4 separate regions of the Sus scrofa genome follow, and all the other regions are linked to region 1. Evidence: chromatin contacts called from public HiChIP or PLAC-seq data. All regions are on one chromosome and are shown on one strand. The core of a region is the stretch at or near the end of the contact, and the rest is flanking DNA. Distances in the headings are between cores, read along the strand shown. Region 1 has its middle 23 kb from the start of ZFAND5. Region 2 overlaps TMC1 (transmembrane channel-like protein 1). Region 3 overlaps TMC1 (transmembrane channel-like protein 1). Region 4 overlaps TMC1 (transmembrane channel-like protein 1).

Region 1 (3,590 bases), core at 787-3,286:
AAATTTACAGGGTCTTCTGGGTCTGTTATGAACCAGCTCTGTAACCACAGACTGGTCATTTTACTTCTGGGCACCTGTAAAATGAAAGGTCTGCTTTATATGGTATTCAGGTGCTTTCCAGCTTTAACATTTGGGGATTCCAGAAGAGAAGAAGGATTCTCATTCAGAGTCTCATTTCCTCTTAATAGGAGAATGGAGTTAGAACTTGGAGGAAGTTTCGGCTACTCTCTTCAGTGAAGCTCTCCTCACTTGGAACATTTGCTCATCTTGAGCTTCACCATGAGGTATCTTCCTGGTCACAGACATCTCCGTTTAGACTTTCCTGCATTATCTACCAACAAGAAGAGTCTTCCACTTTGCTTCGAGCTTAACTGTGGTTCTGTTCAAATTCAAGTATATAATCTGACAACATCTACACTTTTGTTTCTGGAATGAAGCCTTAAACTTCAAGGGAGGTGGGTGAGAAGGGGAGCGAGTGGTAACCGCATGTGAGTGGAATCGATAGTTTCATTGATCTCATCAGTAGTTTACGAAGTGAAAAGACTACATCCTCCACAGTCCTGATTTCTCTATTGAAATTCTGTGGAAGGGCCTGGATCCATTGCGGCCAGAAAATTATACCCATGAAATGAACTTCCGGTAAATGACTCTGACAGAACCAGAGGAATTACGTTTTGAATACCCTGTTTCTTCATAAAGGCCACGATTTCCTCACACGGATTGTTTCACTGACAAATGTTCTCTCCTCAGAGCCAAGCCCCGCACCTATGAGAAACCTCTTACTATGGACTTTCTCAAGAGGGCCACTTGGCTACTACACATTTTTCTGAAGGGCCACCTGCCTTTCCCTGGATCGATAAAGGATGCTGCCTTCCCCCACAGCAGCTTCTTGGGCTTTTAGTTTAATCAGTCTCCATTTGGGGACTTTAGGTTCTCTCTCCTCCTCATTTTCCCATCAATCCCCACAGAAGAACACATTCCTTTTCCAAATATCTCCAACCTTTGATCACTAATCTTCCCATCAGCTGTCAGTGAGAGGTCTATTAAATGTTTCAATCTTGAAATCTTTATGATGAAGACAAATGAGAAATAAACTTGTTGTGAAATACCTCCTAGAACATTTGTGTCTCAATTTCTTTTACTTTTTCTCTGCTCTGAGGCTTAGATACAGAATAGAAACTGGATTTCAGTGACAGATGGCAGAGGATAATCTTTCATTTTGTCATAAAATTAACCCTCAGAGGGGCTTGAAAAAGACCTTTCTTTTGAAATATCAGTGGCTTCATATTTCCTTGCTTTTAACTGGGTAGCAAAAGCATTTCCTCTTTCATTTCCAAGATAGAGAACATGTCTTTCCTTTTAACCTAAACTGCCTCACAATATATGAAGTTGAGGCTGCCCTCTCCACTCTGTTTTATTTACCCTGTGAGTGCCCTGTGCATTTTAATTAATGATGATTTTACTGTGTTTGAGCCCTAGCAAATAAATAAGAAAACAGGGCTATTAAAGATAATCCAATAAACAAACCTAAGAAAATCTGTCTTCCCATTGTCTTCCACAGGGTTATTTGTTGATATTTTTACAGAGGACCTGAGGCTAAATAAAATACAATACTGAAATTAATTTTTTAAGGTTTATAAACAAAGATGATGTGCATGACTTTAAAAATGTCTTTTAAATCTTATACTGCCTAAGAAATCACAGGTTAATATGCAAATGAAGTATTAGTTTTTTTCTTTGAACAAATTCAGCCAAAGGAATTTATAACAATTTAATAAGTGAACACCTGTAGTAGGTGTTAGAACAAAGCAGTCAGAGAGAAAATGAGACCAGTAGCTTGCTTTTTTTTTTTTTTTTTTTTTTTTTTTTTTAATGGCTGCACCCGCATCATATAAGTTGCCGGGCCAGGCATTGAATCCGAGCTCGAGCTGTGACCTAAGACCAAATCCTTTGACCCACTTGCAGCTATAGCCGTACCAGATCCTTTGACCCACCACACCCAGTCAGAGATTGAACCAGCACGGCCACAGAGACAACATCAGATCTGAACTAGCTGCGCAATAGCAGGAACTTTAAGACCAGTAGCTTCTGACCTTAATCAGTAGGATGCAAAGAAGCCCAAAGACAAATTATCAACTGGGCAATATCCTGGGTATTTTATGATTATCTAACAAGAATGAGAGTTAAGATGCTTCCAAATATGAAAGGAGGCAGATGGTTAGTTCAGATTGAGAAAAGAAAAACTTAACCTGGGTTAATGGCTAGAACAAGTCACAACATGCTGAGGCAAAAGTCCTCACATTTGGGCTTTGGGGAAAAGTTGTAAAGGGCACAAGACTACATAAAGGAGAATGGGTCTTTATGTGACATTGAATCCTAGTGATGCCCATTCTTCTTTATGTGGCTTTGCATAACAGTAATTATTGGTGAATATGTATATGATATACATAGGAAAGACTAGATTCCATTAGAATTCTGAATGAGGCAAATCATTTCTGCATATGTTAACAAGCTCTCCCAAACTTCCCTCCTACATTGAAAGTCTGACCCCAGAGATGTTGAAGAGCAAGAATAATCTCTGTCAACAGAGAAGAAAAATGCACAATTTAAAAGTTGAGAATTACATTTTATGCGGGAAACTTATTGAGAACTATAGCCTTGGAGACAGCCTCTCAGAAAGCTCTGAGGAAATGGTCCAAAGAGGTAAGGGAGGAGCTAGGGCACTTACGAATTTTTGCTGAAAAAAAAACCATGTAGTGAAACATCAAAAGGTTAAGGCTAATCACAAAAAACGGATATCTCAGGCTAATGATTTTAGTGCTTTTCCATGTATGGGAATAAGCAAGAGTCTGAGTTTTGTTTTGTTTGCTTTTAAGGGCCACACCCACGGCATACTAAAGTTCACAGGCTAGGGGTCGAATCAGAGCTACAGCTGCTGGCCTACACCATAGCCATAGCAACACGGGATCTGAGCCGTGTCTGTGACCTATACCACAGTTCACGACAATGCTGGATCCTTAACTCACTGAGCAAGGCCAGGGATCAAATCCAAAACCTCATGGTTCCTAGTTGGATTCATTTCAGCTTCACCACGATCTTATTGAAATCATTCCTTTGATTCGCATCTTAATTATTTAGGACCAGATTTCTCTCCATCCTAAATTCCCCTCAGTGCATGCCATCAGGCATGGCTGCAAGGGTTGATGGCTTGTGTTCAGTCATCCTTTGTTGACTGAAATGGCAGGGGACTTTTTTTGGTGCATATCCCTTTGTAGGAATGAGGGGTGGGAAAAGTTGAAAGGAGAGGAGACCGATGTTGAAACCAGCTTCTCTCACATTCCAAGCCTTTCCTAAAGTGAAATAATTGCTTCTTCTGATCTCAAGAAACAGACAATTATCCTAGGCCTGGGGAATACTAGAACCATTGTTTAAAAGGACAGGCAACTGATGTAATAAAATATCATGATAAAGGATTCGCAGAGAAATAAAGGGGCTCTAAAACATTCAGTGTGGTATTTTCATTTCATTTTGTTTTTTGTCTTTTTATGGTTGCACCCATGGCATACGTAAATTTCCAGGCTAGGGGTTGA
Region 2 (3,590 bases), core at 615-3,114, 210 kb before region 1:
AGCTCCTCAGTTAAATACCCAGTTTATCACTCAACAGCTTCTACCTTCTGCAAAACACTGGACTGCGAACAAAATTCAGTCAAGTTCTTTGCAACTTTTCAACAAGGACTGCCATTCTCCATTGTCCAATAACAAGTTCCTCATTTCCGTCTGAGACATCATCAGAATGGCTTTTACCATCTCTATTTCTATCATTCTATTCACATTCATTTATTATGCCTTATGAAAAAGGAAGCGTTCTTCAGGGCACTCCTCTTTCCTATCTGGGTTCTCACCAGAATTACCTTGAACAATCCCTTCATGGTAATCTTGGCTTTTTTGGCATGCATTTCAAAACTCTTCCATTTTCTACCCAGTACCCAGTACCAAAGCCATTTCCACAGCACCCCACTTCACCGTACCGAGTTCTATTATTAGTCAGCTCAGGCTTCCAGAGCAAAATACCATAGACTGGGTGATTTAAACAACAAAATGTATTTGTTGATCAGATTTGGTGTCTGGTGAGAACACTCTTCCAGGCTTGTAGATGGCTGCCTTCTCACTATGTCTTCTCAGGACAGAGAGAGGAAACGCTGGTGTTTCTTCCTCTTCTTATAAGGACACTAATTCCATCGTGGGACTCTACTCTCTAGTTTGCTTCCAAAGGCCCTACCTCCTAATACTATCTCATTTGGGCGCTGGGGCTTCAACAGAAAGATTTGGGGGTATACAAGCATTCAGTCCATAACATTACTAGAGCATAATCTAGCTGATCCTGACTGATGCAAAACCTATGACAACAAGGGAAGACAATCTTAGGATGAAGCCAACATTGTAGATAGCAAAGTGGAAAAATAAATAGAGTTTTTGATATCATTGAACCACTGAATCATCTCCTACTGGAAGGCCATTCCATTGCTAGACTTACCAGTTAAATAAGAAATAAATTCCCTTACAATTTAAGCGATTTGAATCAAAAATTCTTAACTGGTACAGTGATTAGCTTCTGTATTACATGACTCCCCAACAGTGGTGATAGGTGAATGGAATAAGAGAGGGCACAAGATCTCTGAGCAAACAAGATGCATGTTGGGCAACTGTCTGTGAAGCAGCTGGATACAAAAAGCTCTGTCCCATAGGAATATCATATCCAGGGAAGTCAACCCACTTGGCTTCAAGTCCATCAGTAGGTCTGCTGATAGTGGCAAGAGTAGTTGAATTAGAAGTAGAGGAGAGCTACACATTGCGAAATCAATTTCATAAATTGTGGGCTACAGTCACAGTTTTCATTTTCTTTTTTTTTTTGCCTTTTCTAGGGCCGCTTCCTGCGGCATATGGAGGTTCCCAGGCTAGGGGTCTAATCGGAGCTACAGCCACCAGCCTATGCCAGAGCCACAGCAATGTGGGATCTGAGCCATGTCTGCAACCTACACCACAGCTCACGGTAATGCCACATCCTTAACCTACTGAGCAAGGCCAGGGATCGAACCTGCAACCTCAAGGTTCCTAGTCGGATTCGTTAACCACTGTGCCACGACGGGAACTCCTCAGTTTTCATTTTCTATAGCAGAATTAAAAAGCCTTCCCCATTCTGAGAAAAAATTGGAAATAAAGAAAAATTATTTCATACCTTCACCCCACCATATTGGGCAGTCTCTGATATCATCATTTTAGTAACACCATGCTTCTGCAGGAAGAAGGCCCATAGCAGTGTAACAGAGCAGAGAAAGTAATGGAGGCCTGCATCTGCCACCAAGGAAGCTACAAGACAACAGGCTAGAGATGAACAATATCCTCGCTGACCTGTCAGTTCCAAAATGCAAATAGATCTGAGAAACCCAACTATACGCCTGTTCCTGTTTTTCTGTGATGCTGGTTCTGGGTGGAGATCTCTAACTTCCTTATTTCCTACCATAAGTGTTCTTTGAATAAACCCTTCTAAATTACAGTGCCTCTCCTCTTTGAAAACCAAACACTTTTCAATATCCAATTATTCCAGCTAGCTCTCTCAAAAAGATAGTTCATCTTCCCTTTAACAAATATTACTCATATTTTTAAGGGTTGGAAAAAAAAAAAAGAGAGAGAGAGTCTTTTCTCCCAAAGCAGCATTTGTTTAAAACAACCTTAAGCCCAGACAGGTCATAGTTGTTGCATCACTTAACTTCCACCAGATGCCGCTGTTGCTGATTCACCCAGCCGGAGGAGTCCTACAAAACTTAATCTCATTACTGAAAAAACACTAGCAACTGCTTCACAAAGAACTGCTTCTCCCTGTTCCTGAGAAATTATCTGTTTTAACAACTACCATCTCTGTAAAAGACCTGCTGGACATTTAACAACTGTCTCAGAGGATTTCCTGAAGTGTGATAAGATTGAGAGAAACCCTCAGGATGCAGTGGTGTTTTCTTGGAATCTAGCAGGAGAGATGACCTTTTAGAAAATAATCACACAAATAAACACATAACCACCAACTCTGATTTGTGCTATAAATCAGAGAACAAAGGTTCCTGGTTGCTAATGACCAAGCCTGAGGGGTGGGATCTAAAGGGGCAAAAGAAGCTAAATGTGAAGGCCTGGGAGGAAGCATTCTTCCAAACAGAAGGAATGGAACTTAAGGAGGCACTGAGGCTGGAAGGGTTATGACACTTTGGAAAGGCTAACAAAAAGAGAAGTCAGAGCTTTGAAATTAAGGATAAGAGTTAAAAAAAAATGTTGCAAAGCTGAGTGGTCCCACTGATAAGTCCTTTCAGTGATTATCTATACAATAATTTTAAAATTTATAGCTCTAATCACCTTCCCTCAAGTTCTCCCAAGTCCCTACTTGATATATTCACTTAGTTGTTTCAAAGACACCCTTAAATACATGCATTCATGTCCCTTCTGGGTGGCTGTTCCCTGGATATCAATAAATGGCACAACCCACACATTCAGTTGCAAAATTCAGAAAACTGAAGAGTCCTTACAGTCCCCCTCATCCTTAGCTGCACAGACCATCTACCATCAAATTCTGTTCATTTTATCTACCAAATCTGACAGCTTTTCTCTAGATCAGTGATCACCAAACTAGCATGATTAGCATCTCCAGAGAACTGGTCAGAAATGCATGTTCTCAGGTCCCAACCCAGACCTATGGAATTAAAAGGCCCAGAAAAATCTGCATTTTAACAAATCTTCCAGGGACTGGAAGTCCAGTATAGATTGAGAATCACTGCTGTATAACCACAGGGTCCCTGCTCTGTCTCAAAATCTGTTCCATCATTTCTTATCAGGACTACTATAAAAGCTTCGCAATTGTTCTTTCCCACATCCATAAAGCCTCCATCCTGGGTGAACCTCAGCCCTGGCATCCATTATAATCTACAGGAATATACTCTAAACCAACAAAATCCAAATCTCTGAGGATGGGGCCCAGGCTCTGACACTGTTTAAAAGTTTCACTTTGAAGGTCAAGACTGAGAATCACCACTTAACTCAATTCTGCTTGTTAGCCAAACTGATTTTTTTTTTAAAATGCAAATCTGGTCTTGCAATTTTCCTACTTAAAACCAGCCAGGATCAAGCCTACATTCCTAACACCTATGAAACAGGCAAGTGTTCTGGCCCCTACATTT
Region 3 (3,590 bases), core at 426-2,925, 180 kb before region 1:
GTTTTGGAGGGGATTTTTTTTTTTTTTTTTTTTGCTTTTTAGGGCCCCACACTCGGCATGTGGAAGTTCCTAGGCTAGGGGTCCAATTGGAGCTGTAGCTGCCAGTCTACGCTACAGCCATAGCAACGCCAGATCCAAGCCATGTCTGCAACCTACACCACAGCTCACAGCAATGCCAGACCCTTAACCCACTGAGTAAGGCTAGGGATAGAACCCACATTCTCATGGATACAGACAGGGAACTCCTGGAGGGATTGTCTTGTTCATGCAGTTGGCTTTCCCAAACACGCCTGATAATTCTATATCCTACTATTCAACCTACCTTTTATTTTCTAAAAATATTGAGGGACAATCTCTTATCTGTTGATAAGATCTCTTTCCTCTCCTTTGCTGTATAGGTTTAATTAATTTTGTACTTCTATACTTTTATTTCAGGGAGGTGTGGTGAAGCACAATTAGTAAATACAAATGTTCAGTTCACCATCTTGGATCAGAATGCTAACCAACCCTTTTAGAATCCACTGAGCTAAGAGATATTGCATAATTATGAAAAATGAACAAAGTTCTAAAGACCCAAAATATTTAAGAATGTGGGTTAAAAATATTTATTTATAATAACTGAATCTTACAGCATAAGCTTCTATGCCTGAAGCAATCCTTTTGTTTTATTTTTGTTCTGATCATAACCACACTAGAATATGGTTCTAGTATAGTTTCCATTTTAATTGGAAAGGGGAGAATTTAGACAGAGACAGAAGTAAAAGAAACATGGTTAGGGTAGGAATTCCTGCCTCTATTGTGTCAAGGAATATATTTTCTCCACAGATAAAGCTTTGTGACTGAGCGTGGGTCAGAGGGCAACATGTTGAAGCGAGAAAATCAGCTCGAGGTTTGGAAGAGGAGCAGTAAACTTGAGGAAAGTTTACAAAGCACAAGATCTAAACATTTTTATCTGGGAGATCCTAAGCATGTCTCAAGATCCACAAAAAATTTCCCAAAGCATTAATAATCATACAAACCCATACCTTCTTCTTCCCCTCTCCTACTTCCAACCTCTTACAGGTTTTCAATCCCAAATCCTATTTTCACAGGTCACAGATAAGGAAACTTGACCCAAGGGTAAATTTAATCTATGGAATAAAACAGAATCTAGGACTGGGATGTTCCAGAAGATAACGATCAAATTTGGGTGCTCCAGGATAAAGTCTTGATTAATGAAGAAAGATTCAAGAGGCAGAATTGTTTTAGGCAAAATAAGACAGCTAGACATCTTAACTATCTTTAGCTGGAGAGCTATTTTGTGGATAATACTAAAAAACCATTTATTTCCTCCATAGAAAGGAAAGAAGGACAAACTTGCAAAAAAAAAGTTAAATATCTGAAGTGTTAAACATCTAAAACCATCCTGGGGAAAGGAGTTATAATCATGAACAAAAAAGACTTTATACTTGAGAAGTTATAATCATGAACAAAAAAGACTTTATACTCCAGAAGTTTATACTGGAGAATACAGACACATAAACAGGCTACCACAACAAAGTATGATAAATCCTACTATGAAGTGATCACCAGGGGCTATGGGAACTTAAAGAGGAACATGTTTATAATGAAGGGTTGGGGAAATGTTCTCAGAGGAAGTGACGTCTTCTTTGAAATCTAAAGAATTACTTACATATTATTCAGGGGAAAGTTTAGAGGAAGTCGCTATGGGAAGGTGAAAGAGGAATCTCATATCAGAGAGAACAGCCTTGAGGACAGAGAAGAAGGGTAACAAAGTCCTACAAGGAACTCATTGCGGCTGGGACATCATTTGTGAGGTGAAGGGTGGTGAGGCCTGAGGCAAGAGAAATAAGCAGAAAAATCAGAAAGGGACTCATGCACTACACTAGAGATCACAAGGGCAAAGTGGAGAGCAATGAAAGGGTTTGAGACTGGGATGCAACCAGATCTGATTTGCATTTTAGATTTCTCTAGCTGTATTATGTGGAATGCTTTAAGAGATAAAAATGACTGAGTACTTGGTGCTGGGAGTTCAGGTAGAATTCTGTGGCAGTAACTTTAGGAAAGAGGAAAGCAGTCCTAGACTAAAATAGTAGCAGCATATTAGAGAGAATAAGATGGAATCAATTTGAAAGATATGTCTGTGGCAGAATCAACAAGGTAGGGAGAAGAAACTAAAACTTAATAAGCTTTTTGTTTTTAAGTCTAAGTCCTTAAACTATTTGAGTCTAAGGACTCCAGAATTGTTAGCTGTTCACAGTGGGACTTCCTTGAGGGTTTTTCCTATTTCTAAACTGCTTCTCCTTCCTTTCCATTCTAGCATTGTCAAGAGTCACTTTCCATAAAGGACCTGTTCTTTTAACATCTGTGGTCCACTCTCCATCTCCTCCCCTAACCCATAAGATTGGTCTCTCTTCTCCCCAGCCCACTCACTCCAGTCCTATATCCACTGCAAAGCCTAAACCATTCCTTATAGAATTGTTCCTGAGGACTTCTGGAAAAAATACAGTGATGGCCCTTAGCTCCCCAGGGACTTCAGAAGAGTTGAGAGTAGATGAGGGAGCACAGAAGGGATTTTTCAAGCAACTAGTCTCTTTTCAGATCTCACATCCAGTATGAATTAGTACGCACGTCTCCAAAGGACAAATACTAATTCTCAAATATATAGAGTCCATAAAATGATAAGGAAAAAGCTAAACTATTTCATACTTTACAAGGCACCACTCTTAATACAATAGACTCAGGGTTCCATTTTCTCCTCAGCTTTCAAATTGTGCTTCTTAAGTTTTGTCAGGAATAAGAAAGGTCCTGTTGCCAAGTTACCTCTTCATGGCCACTTTCCGGATACCAAGCAGCCAAAGTTTTGGGATTACTTGTCCTTGAGACTTCATTAAATTCTTAGTCAAAGTTGCTCATCCTCCTATGTTTCTGCATGAGGTAAGGAATAGTAGGTAGTTTTAGTGTTTAAGATATATCTATCTGTCATGTTCCTCTAGCCAAATAACAAAAATTGTTTAGCAGCAGTAGAATATTATGGAAAGGACATTGGATAAAGGAAGATCTTGCCTCAGAAGTGCTCACTAACTGCCTGATACTGAGTAAATCTCTTAAATTCTCTGAGCCTTAGTTTTCTCATTAGTAAATAATGGGTAACATGACTCTTTTTTTTTATCATCAATTCATATTGAATGCAAAAATATACATGAAAGTAGCTGGTGTTCAAATATATATTGGATTTATTTTTTATTAAAGTCAGAAATAATTATATGCAACCATCAACCTTTGCAAATGAAGATGCTGAAGCTCAGAAAGTGTTAAGATGTGCCCATCCCACAAAGTGGCAAAGTCAGAAATAGATGCCAAGTCTCCTGACTCTTCAATGTTCTTTCCATTATACCTTTAGGAGTGTATGTTTAAAGAGATGGAAACCCTTCACTAGAGAATCTATGCCCCAAGGACATATTTCTCCCCCTCCCCCAAATGTTTAGGCTAATGCCAGTTCTTTTCAATGTCCATGAGGTTTTGCCTTGGATGGAAAAGTTGTGCTGTTGTTGTTGTTGTTGTTTTTTTCTAGCACCACCTATCCTATT
Region 4 (3,590 bases), core at 615-3,114, 130 kb before region 1:
TGTTCTGCCATAATAACAGATAAGTTCTCAAATACATTGGCACATCAGACCACTCTTGGTTTTCAACATCCTTAGGTTGACAATGACAGACAACACGATGCCCTGCTATAACCAACAATGTGGACAATGTTTTCACTCAAAGAAGTTTCCTTTCTACTGGCAGTATTCTTAGGTTGGAAACAGACCAAAAAGTTCCTTGAATTTCAATTTCAGGAATTTTGACATTATTCTCCTGCTAATGGGCAAACAGTGGAGTTTTACTACCTGTTATTCTAAGTTTCTTAGTATACTCACAGAAGCCTATTTCTTCACTGGATCCAGGTTTGAAATAAATCAGCCATAACCCTTAGGTGAGTTTCTGTGAATAGGGGGAGAAAAGAGAGGAAAAAAATGCCACCATCCAATGTGGAATACAAACAGACAATTCAGAGAGAGGTGTATTTATTTCTTTCATAAGAATTCAAAGCATTTTTCCACTCAGCTCAGTTTGACGTCCCCATTCCAGTCAGTAGTATGATACCAAGATATGGGAGTGTGAGTGTGAGTGTGTGTGTGTGTGTGTGACTGGGCAGGGAAAGAGGCAGTAAAAGGGAAGTATGATCCAGTTGTTACTAATGGATTGCTAAATTTTCCCTCAAGTAAAGATATTTTAGCCTTCTCTTTCTCCTATGTCTTATGTCATATCTTGGCATCAAATCAGCCCTACCAGAAGCAAGCACATTAACTCTTTCAGCTCTCTAGGGTAACATTCAGACTATTCAATGCATTTCTGGTGCTCTTCTCTCTAAATGGACCATACGAGGATAATATTTAGTTCAATACACTAGTGATTCATAAAACAATTCCCTGGAGGTTTGAAAGAGTTAACCTGTACCTCTCCCTAAACATTTAGTTTAGTACAAAGTGGGGGAAACGAGGAAAATAGAGACTAATATCTCATTAATTGGCACAAAATTCTAGTGACATAAGCAAAAGACAGAAAGTACCATCTTTAATATACAAATGGAAAAACTGAGAACCCCAAGAAATTCTTGTTCACAGTCACACAGTAAGCTGACCTCAGAGCCAAAACTATTTCCAGGTCTCCAAATGTTCCATCTGGAGCTCTGCCTATGATTTCCTCCAAATTCAAACTCATGTAGGGAAAGGGTGGATGGAAGTGTGTAAGAGGTAGAGGTTAACACAAGAGTACTTGTGGGCCCTTCCAGGTCCAAAATTCTGTCTTTTTCATTTCTCTGAAATGCAAATGTTGGTCTGTTCTACTACAAATTCTGCTTGAGATGAAACAGAATTTTAAGTATAATCTGTACAACCATTCCTTCCCAATTTCCTTCCTGGCCAGAAGTTACCGTCACCTCTGACCACACAAAACCAGAGGCCTTTCTACGTTTTGCCTCAGTTCCCATCAACGTGTTTGCAACTTCCCATAGTTTATTTTCATCTCTCTCCAGCAAACGAGGCCTCTTGTGAAATGAGAGAAGACAGGGTCAGCAAACACATGCCTGCTGGCTCAACAGAAAATACCACACAGAGCTGGGGGAGCCCGCATGGGGGCTGCCAGGAGGCTGCACAGCTAATTTGCACCCTGGCACTGCAGTTGGATTTCTTATGAGACAGAATTCTTGAGATTAAGTCACTGTTGTTGAAAAGGAAGTCGGGAATAACAAGGGTGGGGGAATTGCCATGACTTTGCAATCCAACTGTGACCCTCTTCATGCCAAAGTTCAGAATAATAAATTTCGGAGCTGGAAATCATCCAATGCATATCTTATCAATGAGAAAACCAAAGCAAACAGGGAAGTGACCTATCCCAGACCACATGACTCATTAGTGGCACAGTCAGTGAATGAGGGCATTTGAGTGTAAAGAACAGAAAGAGAGAGGCTGACATTACTTCAGATAATGAGGATGCATGGGGGGCAGGGGAACTCCAGTGGCAGCACAGACAAATTTCACTGAGAGCTAAACACTGCAGATACGTAAGAGCAGTTCTAGTAAATATATACTCAGCCTGCCACTTTCACTCTGGCAAACGTGTCTTAGACATCAGCATCTGTCTGTCTGTCTGCTCTAGTCCTTTAGTACTATGGGCACTAACTACTCTCTTCTCTGGCTTTGCTTTTACTGCTTTTGTTTATATAAATACACATCTCTTTATTCTCCTGTCTGCTTTTAATTCCTGTTTCCCAGAGTTTCTGCTTCCTATGTTGGCTTCCTGACTTACTTTCTGTGTGTCTCCTGTTTTCTGCCCACTGACAAACAACTGACTACCCGTAGATAGACTTACATTCAATTTCTGGGTGGAAGGATCTGATGTAACCCTCCAGCAGTTCTATAGCGCTCTGCCTCCAGACCTTAGGGTTAATACAGATGATGGCTACAGAAAGAGGTCCTTCCCTGGTCAATCAGGATAGACTAGAAAGACAAGATGAGAAGTCATTTTTCCTCAGAATGGTCTTGAGCATAGAAAACACTTGGAGTATAATTAGTGCTTTGGCCTAGACTTCACAGCTCTTGGTTATGTAGCATGTAGTAGTGAATAAGAAAATATTTCTGGAGCAAGGCTGCTGGGTTTTAATCTTCTGGCAAGTTTCAGTTTAGGCAAGTTAGGCAAGCTTAGATTCCTTATCTTAAACATAGAGATTATAATATTGTCTATCTTATAGGGTTGTGAGAGGACTGTGATAATTTACATAGAATGTTCAGAAAAGAATCTGGCACATAAGTGCCCAATAACGTTGTATATTATTGTTATTATTATTATTATTATTATATTGTTTTTTTCCACAGCACCTGTGATAGTTTTAAAATAGACCTGCAGGGAGTTCCCGTCATGGCTCAGCGGAAACAAATCTGACTAGCATCCATGAGGATGCAGGTTCAATCCCTGGCCTCACTCAGTGGGTCAAGGATCTTGCCATGAGCTGTGGTGTAGGTCACAGATGTGGTTTGGTTCCCCAGTTGCTGTGACTGTGATGTAGGCCAGCGGCTACAGCTCTGATTTGACCCCTAGCCTGGGAACCTCCATTGCCACGGGTGTGGCCCCAAAAAGATTAAATAAATAAATAAACAAATAATTAAAAAATTAAAATAGACCTGCAAATCCTGTGACACTTCTTCCACAAAAAAAAAAAAAAAGAGCTTAATTTGTCTCCTTTGAATATGGTTCACTTTAGTGACTTCCCTCTAATGTGCCAATGCAACAAAAATGCTGCTGCATGATTTCCAGGGCTAGTTCGGGAAGGCAATATAATTTCTGCCTTGTTGGTACTCTTGTTATTGAAACTCAGCCATCTTGTTGTAAGGAATCCCAGAACCCATAGAGAGGTCATATATAGACAATGTACCAGCTGACAGCCTGGGCTAAGGTCTCAGTCGACAACCACATCAGCATCAGATATATTAGTGAATGAACCTCAGCTAATCCCAGCCCCAGCTTTCAAGTTTTCCACCCAAGGTCTCAGACTTCATGATGTAGAGTAAGTAATCCACTTCAAGCCTTGTTTGAATTCCTGACCCACAGAATCTGTGAGCATCATTAATGGTTGATTTATCACAGTTAGTTTGGAAGTAATTTGGGTAGTCACAAT

Evidence for each region. HiChIP or PLAC-seq counts read pairs in DNA pulled down with a chosen protein or histone mark.
Region 2: an H3K27ac HiChIP or PLAC-seq map of alveolar macrophages shows a contact between it and region 1. The contact joins two enhancer-like sites. A contact is called at or near these places in 2 of 2 datasets of contacts at active chromatin or transcription factors (alveolar macrophages and skeletal muscle).
Region 3: a contact with region 1 is called in an H3K27ac HiChIP or PLAC-seq map of alveolar macrophages. The contact joins two enhancer-like sites.
Region 4: an H3K27ac HiChIP or PLAC-seq map of alveolar macrophages shows a contact between it and region 1. The contact joins two enhancer-like sites. A contact is called at or near these places in 2 of 2 datasets of contacts at active chromatin or transcription factors (alveolar macrophages and skeletal muscle).

The regions. Positions count from the first base shown.
Region 1 is chr1:225,684,002-225,687,591 of Sscrofa11.1, reverse strand. No RefSeq gene overlaps it. Among named protein-coding and RNA genes, the nearest start is that of ZFAND5, 23 kb to the left of the region's middle. Within about 2 kb of position 2,036, at least 6 of the 83 cell types and tissues checked have an H3K27ac peak or open chromatin away from gene starts, as enhancers often do. A contact at or near this core is called in alveolar macrophages, where this site is marked.
Region 2 is chr1:225,891,280-225,894,869 of Sscrofa11.1, reverse strand. The region is part of intron 2 of TMC1 (transmembrane channel-like protein 1); the gene reads right to left. Among named protein-coding and RNA genes, the nearest start is that of TMC1, 180 kb to the right of the region's middle. Within about 2 kb of position 1,864, at least 5 of the 83 cell types and tissues checked have an H3K27ac peak or open chromatin away from gene starts, as enhancers often do. A contact at or near this core is called in alveolar macrophages, where this site is marked.
Region 3 is chr1:225,868,151-225,871,740 of Sscrofa11.1, reverse strand. The region is part of intron 2 of TMC1 (transmembrane channel-like protein 1); the gene reads right to left. Among named protein-coding and RNA genes, the nearest start is that of TMC1, 160 kb to the right of the region's middle. Within about 2 kb of position 1,675, at least 1 of the 83 cell types and tissues checked has an H3K27ac peak or open chromatin away from gene starts, as enhancers often do. A contact at or near this core is called in alveolar macrophages, where this site is marked.
Region 4 is chr1:225,813,190-225,816,779 of Sscrofa11.1, reverse strand. All of the region lies in intron 2 of TMC1 (transmembrane channel-like protein 1), which reads right to left. Among named protein-coding and RNA genes, the nearest start is that of TMC1, 100 kb to the right of the region's middle. Within about 2 kb of position 1,864, at least 46 of the 83 cell types and tissues checked have an H3K27ac peak or open chromatin away from gene starts, as enhancers often do. A contact at or near this core is called in alveolar macrophages, where this site is marked.